Regions from separate parts of the Bombyx mori genome. Here region 2 is linked to region 1. Evidence: chromatin contacts called from public Hi-C data. All regions are on one chromosome and are shown on one strand. Each heading gives the region's core, a stretch centred on a gene start, on an enhancer-like site or on the middle of the called end of the contact. The rest is flanking DNA. Distances are from core to core; before and after follow the strand shown.

The links. A called contact is a pair of places that touch in the nucleus more often than the background predicts.
Region 2: a contact with region 1 is called in a Hi-C map of whole pupa, with 4 times the contacts expected there. The contact joins the enhancer-like site here to the promoter of LOC101743381 in region 1. A contact is called at or near these places in 2 of 7 Hi-C or Micro-C datasets (posterior silk gland and whole pupa).

The regions. Positions count from the first base shown.
Region 1 is chr4:5,759,103-5,762,844 of ASM3026992v2, reverse strand. LOC101743381 reads left to right here and starts at 1,764. Exons shown (of 6, transcript XM_062668100.1): 1 at 1,764-2,002; 2 at 2,126-3,247. The coding sequence starts at 1,989.
Region 2 is chr4:5,882,989-5,886,730 of ASM3026992v2, reverse strand. LOC101744329 (fibronectin type-III domain-containing protein 3a) reads right to left here. Exons shown (of 8, transcript XM_004929166.5): 3 at 781-971. Among protein-coding and RNA genes, the nearest start is that of LOC134198748, 15 kb to the right of the region's middle. Within about 2 kb of position 2,075, at least 2 of the 8 cell types and tissues checked have open chromatin away from gene starts, as enhancers often do.

The sequences.
Region 1 (3,742 bases), core at 515-3,014:
TCACCTGCTAGTTAAGGTTAAAGAAAAAAAGGACATATGAGTCGACTATTAACAAAGCCGGCAATGTGACTTTTGGACAATTATTGGTAAATTAGAAAAACGAATTATTGACTTTGTATTCCATTGGCAGTCACAAAACTCTTCTGAACGACATCTTAGATATAAACAGGTTAAGTATTAATCTTTATTTAATGCAGGTTTTGAACCGTATTCTTTGAAGGAGACGATTATATTCAAATCAATCTGTATTGACATATCAATAACATTTTTTTGTCCAAATACACAGATTGCCACCTTTGATAATAGACGACTCATATTTACAAAAAAAAAAACTTTCTGCTTACATACTAAAAGAGGCCTAATGTAAACATATAAAGAAAATCGTAAAGTAGAAGACAAGTTGGAATTTTACAACCAGTTATCTAACGTTTAATTTAATGGCATGACAATATCTCAACACTCACGTCACGTCACGCTTTGACACTAATACATTTAGTGCTCAATTTTACTTGAGTCAGTGTTCGAGCACCTTTAGATTCGAATACTCGAGAATTGACTCGTTCGTCTCGATGAGCCGATCTTCACTATTAGGTTTTACCGATACTGTCCGATATTTGAACTTTTTGGCGGGAACGCGAAGAGTACAGTTGTGTGATTTGTTTTATTTTGTCTATTTAGTTTTTCTTCAGGTTTAAATGGGTAATAACGGTGGTTTCTTAGCTGTTAAAGTGCAAAAATGTGGGAAAATGAAACTTCTCGGGATCCTCCAAAAAGTTCACTGAAAAAATCACAGTAAACGACCACCATTTTACTGAGATTATATTTCATTCCATATCTTCTTAGCGGCTCCGCTCTGCTCCTAGCATTGCTATCTATCTTCTATAAATAAAAATGAATTGCTGTTCGTTAGTCTCGTTAAAACTCGGTAACGGCTGAACCGATGTGGCTGATTTCGGTCTTGAATTATTTGTGGAAGTCCAGAGAAGGTTTAAAAGGTAGATGAATATGAAAATGCTCGGAATTAAATAAAAATAACAATTTCGTTTTTCCTTTGATGTGTCCCCCGTCGGATGGATTCCTTTTGTTTGTTCTATGTTTATTTTATACAAAAAACTTAGGTCTTTTATTTATTGATTGAGGCACTACGAAGTCTGCCGGGTCAGCTGGTTTTTCATAAAAATAAGAATATAAATTAAACTAAGACATGACTAAAAGTGCACAAATGTGGGAAAATGAAACAAAGCCGCTAAACGTAACTTCTCGGGATACTGCAAAAAGTCCACTGAAAAAGTCTCAGTAAATGACCACCATTTTACCAATGGCGGATCCAGGGGGGGGGTCATGGGGGTCATGACCACCCCCTGAGCTGGTTCCAGGACTTAGGTGGACCACTAATTGAATATAATGATTTTTTTTTTTTTTTTTTATGATTTTATTTATATATTTTGTCACCATACAGATTTTATGTAACTACATACCTTCAATATTTAATTAATTTAATAACTTTGTATAATGGCAAACGCTTGGGAACGAACGCATCTAAATTTGACTATGTGACCCCCTCCTGGCGCCAAAGCTGGATCCGCCCTTGCATTTTACTGAGATTATATTTCATCCATATCATCTCATCTCATTTCATTTCACTTCATTTCATGCCATAGTTCGTATTAATCAACTTCAATTCATTTCACTTTATATTAAAATTTTTCATAGAAATAAGAATATAAATTAAAATAAAACTTGACCTAAAGGTCTTAGTTACCAGGTCATAAAATCTCTTAAAAAATGTCCGATATTTTCCATCCAGCGCCATTCGCCATCTTGTTTTGTAGTTCGTTGAGATCATTTAGATCGTTTCGTCTAGCGGTGCGCTAATAAGTTTGAACACTAAGTTCAACATTTACGAGAAAAAAGTGCCTACATTTAATAAATCAGATTATAATTAGAATTAGGTGTTTTGCATCATCGTTTGTATAGCTAAAAACACAATGGGCCGCGGAAGGTAACGCTTATAAATTATAACTTGATTCATACGCATGGTTGTTTTTGAAGAATCTTTTTGTATAATTTTTACAGAAGGTATTTAATAATGTGTTGTATTTAGTTGTATTAAATTTCTTTATAGGGACCGTAGTCGTGATAGGCGTCGCAGTCGATCTCGAAGCCGAAGTAGGAGTCGCAGCCGTAGCAGAAGCCCTCGTTATGGACTGGGCTCAGGTGGTGGTGGTGGTGGTTATGGCGGTGGTGGACGCAGAAGTAACCCGGGAGCCAGCCTTCGGAAACCTAAGTGGGACTTGAGTCGTTTAAAACCATTTAAGAAAGATTTTTATGTCCCACATTTAGACGTTGAAAAGAGACCTGAATCGGATGTTGAAGCCTGGAGAAGTGAAAATGAAATTACTTTGAAAGGTCGAAATATACCAAAACCAACACTTACTTTTGATGAGGCTGGTTTTCCAGATTATGTTATGGATGAAATAGATAAAATGGGGTTTGCTAAGCCTACACCCATTCAAGCCCAAGGTTGGCCTATTGCTCTTAGTGGCCATGACATGGTAGGAATAGCATCAACAGGTTCTGGAAAAACTCTTTCCTATATATTGCCTGCAATTGTACATATTAACAATCAACCTAAGTCCAGTAGAGGGGATGGACCAATAGCACTGGTACTGGCACCCACTAGAGAATTAGCCCAACAAATACAAGAAGTTTGTGATAAATTTGCAAATACATCAAAAATTCACAACACTTGTTTGTTTGGAGGTGCACCTAAAGGACCACAAGCAAGAGATTTAGATGCAGGTGTAGAAATAGTGATTGCAACACCTGGTAGATTGCTTGATTTCTTAGAAAGTGGACGTACAAATCTGAAACGTTGTACATACTTAGTTCTTGATGAAGCTGATAGAATGTTGGACATGGGTTTTGAACCTCAAATAAGGAAAATTATTGAGCAAATAAGGCCTGATCGTCAAACTCTCATGTGGTCAGCAACTTGGCCTAGAGAAGTACAAAGCTTGGCTTCAGAGTTTCTTAAAGACTATCTTCAAATTAATGTTGGTTCTTTGCAACTTGCTGCCAACCATAATATATTACAAATAATTGATGTATGCATGGAGTATGAAAAAGAAACCAAACTGAGTACTCTATTAAAAGAAATCATGGCTGAAAAAGAAAATAAAACTATTATATTTATTGAAACCAAAAGGCGCGTTGATGATATAACTAGAAAAATGAAACGTGACGGGTAAGTAATATGAACAAAATAGTTGATATAAATGTAAAAATGCTCTTAGGAGAGGTCTGAAATAACTACCAGCTGGAGTTAAGGGGTAGAGCTTTGTTGAATGTTGTTGAGGTATTTATGGTGTTCTGAAATTGATACAGTAGTCGCATTTGAAATAACACAGCATATTTTTTCAAATTATAATTAACATTTTTGATGTTATATGTGGAAAAAAATAGACTTTCATACATATCTCAGTACGAGATGTAAAATGATGAAAGTGATGTCAATGAATAGCTGAAATATTATTAAACAATTGCTAACATTTAATAAAAGTGAGATACTTTCAAATTATCTGATTAAAATTTGAGTAATTTAGTATATGTAACTATAGAAGGATATAACTCATAAGCACTTGGTGTCCAATAATACTGGGTAAAGAGATAGTATATAAAAAAAATTTACTGACATTTTCAATTAAAAAGAAAAACGTTTATACAAAACAGTACTAGTTTG
Region 2 (3,742 bases), core at 826-3,325, 120 kb before region 1:
GAAGATAATGAATGGATGTAAAAATATTTTTACCCTAGCATAACCTTGACGGGCCAGTGAACTAAGGTATGCATTGCGACAAGCCAAGGACTAACTAATAATGCTGTTTTAATGCCAATGCCACTTGTAAATAGAACATCTAGCCATTTTAAAAACGTAATTATTATTGCGGTTAACAACTGCAGGGCTATATTAAAAATATCTTGTTGAATTTGAAATTGCTCGCTTAATTTTTATGTTTTGTGTGCAAGAAAATAATAAAAATAATTGTACATTTTTTTCTGTAAAACAAGATCTTAGTTTACCTTTGTTTGTTTCGAATGGCGAATAACAAGAATGTTTTATACTACATACGTTATTATATACGTAGAACATAATATACGAAACTTTTCTGTCATTAGCCTTGCCTTATCAGGTAGACATCAGTATTGATCGTAAATATATTAAGTCATGTGAGAAACTATATTATACAAATAAGTTTCCACCGTTTTTTGTCGAAAAAATAATATTTATTATTAAAGAACGGTAATTTAAATTTAATCGAAGTATTGTCCATCACTAGCAACTGCTTTTTCCCATATCTCAGGCAGAGTTCGGATTCCACGTCTGAAGATGGTAAACAAAATATAATTTTTTCTTCCGCGATTGTAGCGAATATATTGAGGAAAAACGAAAGACGACTTCCGCATAGTGTCTAACATCAAATTGAAAGCACCGTTTCCCGTAACCGATTAACATAAGCGGGCCTTGAAACCATGTACGAATTTAAAATAAGCTTACATAATGATGAGGAGGTTGGTGATGCGGAGGCGGCTGATGATGCGGGGGCTGGTGGTGCGGCGGTTGATGATGCGGCGCGTGATGCGGGTGTTGAGCGTGCTGGTGCATCAAATATTGGCGCATGTTCTCGTCGAGCACTGGTGGCATCAAAGGCGGCATCATGGTGCCCGACGTAACCACTGGTAGGCCGCCTGCAATGTTCACATGTACTTTTATATTTTGTTTAATTTAAGTTAATAATAGGTTTCATTATGGATTTTTCAAACAAAACCCTTAAGAAAGTAGTGATAGGGTAGAGTGCTAAAAATTTTTTAAATACATTCATTAGTCGTCGTGGCCTAAAAGATAAGATGTCCGGTGCATTCGTATATAGAGATGCACCGATGTTCAAATCCCGCAGGCGAGTACATATTTTTCTAATGAAATACGTACTTAACAATTGTTCACGACTGACTTCCACAGTGAAGGAATAACATCGTATAATAAAAATCAAATCCGCAAAATTTTAGTTTGCGTAATTACTGGTGGCAGGACCTCTTGTGAGTCCCCGTGGGTAGGTACCACCTATTTACCCTGTCTATTTCTGCCGTAAAGCAGTAATGCGATTCTGTTTGAAGGTTGGGGCAGCCGTTGTAACTATATTGAGACTTTTAGAACTTAATATTATATCTCAAGGTGAGTGGCGGGATTAACGTTGTAGATGTCTAAGGGCTCCAGTAACCACTTAACACAGGGTGGACTGTAAGCTCGTCCACACATGTAAGCAATAAAAATAAATAAAATTTAAATCAATTAAAAAAAAATTCACATACTACGCACACGAATCAATAACTATTTGTTTATTGGCAACTTTTCTTATTACTGTGGTCAATAAATTGAGAATAGATTAAATATTATCTGTCTTTATTAATTTTTGTCTAAAGCGTAGTCTTGACGAAATCTGTGATTATAGAAAACTGAGTATTAATTAAGTCCTTATTAATAAAAGTGTTTTAATTATGTGTGCAAATCGAGACAGTTCTTTTGTTTTTTTAAACTCAAGTGACTGACTATCTTTGTGACATCTTAAATTAGATTAATTTAGATTTAGAAACACTTAGACTTAATTGAATTGAGTTTTTAATTTCGAAACAGTCGCTTATAATATTGCATTAAAAGTAAATATGATTGGTTATTTTAAGTAGCGCGTTATCTCTGAGCATTATGATATAGTTTAAAACATAGTAAAAGGTTGTCAACATTTTTAGGTCATTTGCCGCCAAAGAATGTTCAGAAAGTGACATGTTTTTAATTGTTATCAATAGTGACGATAACAACTCCTTTATAGTTACATCAAGTCGGCGCGCGCAAAGATAACGTGGTTATGTTAACAGTAAAGAAAATCACAGGCTTTTTACGTGAATTCTAGACAACAATTTAAGTAATTCGAATGGTTCCCCATCTATAGAATAAAACTTTTATTTAATTTCCATACTCTTTAATACAAAGGTAAGTATTTTCTGAGAACAAATAGTGACCACAATAATTAAATAATATATCTATATACAAGAGCCGGATCTGTTTCATTATCGTCTCAAGATATGAATATCCTATTCTCAAGGACACCTGAAGAGAGGACATCTATATGTCCCTATGTTTTGTAATAGTCGTCATTGAAGTCTGTTACTGGTAGAGCGTCTTGGGAGCCGACACGGTTAGGTACAACCAACCTGCCTATTTCTGTCGTGAAGCAGTAATTAATGCGTTTCAGTTTGAAAGGTGGGGCAGCCGTTGTACTGTAAAAACTGAGACTTGGAACTCATGTCTCAAGCAGTTAGGGGCGTTTACGTACTTTATGCCTATGGGCTCCGGTGACCACTTAACACCAGGTGGGCCGTGAACGTGTCCATCCATCGTAGCAATTATTAAAAAAGCCATAAGTTATTTATCACTGTTATAATTTGAAATTAAATTAATAACGAAAAAGAGACAAACATATTAAACACTTACAGGATTTAATCTGCTAAGACGAGAGGTTTCAATTCTACCAAGTATGCTACTGCATATTTTTTCTGTCTAATTCCCTCGACTCCCCTCTAAAATTTCTATCGATTTATGCCATGAAGAAGAGCTTAACTAGCGGAATACCTGTTATTCCAATGCAACGGTGAGCACTGGAAGGTGCGTTGTGGTATCTATCGACTCCAGTAACCCTCAAACATTGCTTATAAAATACCACATTTATTTGTTAATAACTGAGTAAATCAAATAATGATATTACTTAAATAACTAATGACTATCAGAATTAAAAAAAGGCCCTCTGGAACTCTAAATTACGAAAGCATCATAAATCACGTTATCTTACATGACGATGTTCTGATGGATGTCATTAAACTTTGGAATTATTTTATACGTACTTTATTAAAAAATATTATTTTTCTTCGTAAATTTTTGTGATTTATATTTAATTTTTCGTTTTAATTCTTCTTTAAGCGTTGAGACAATGAGAGCGCATTGATCGCGTGCGCGATCAAAACAAATCTCCAAACTCATCGCCTACTAGTTTTTTTTTTGTTTTTTTTCTTTGGTCGCGGATGCTGTTCGTTCTGCCCCATAACTTTGCGGTTTCGAACTGGTTTTAGGTATTCCTATAAACATACTCTGTGGGATCAACATTCATTCGGCTTTACGTAATACACAAACAATCCGCTCTCAGCGGAAACGTGCTGCATAGTTCGAACGGAGGGCCATGCAACCGCAGTCTCTTGAGCAATGTCGTGCAAGGAATCCCACGAGAGCCTTGAAGTTCTTTGTTTCAACGCCGAGTAAAAGGGTTCTAAACAAGTCGAATTCGTTGCAACTTCAATTTTAAAATTACTTTTGATGACACGATTTTTATTTATTTTAATCATTATTTTTGGGATTGCACTTACGATTTTGGATTTGGACTTAATTAATTTTTCAGAAATTGAAATAGTAGAAG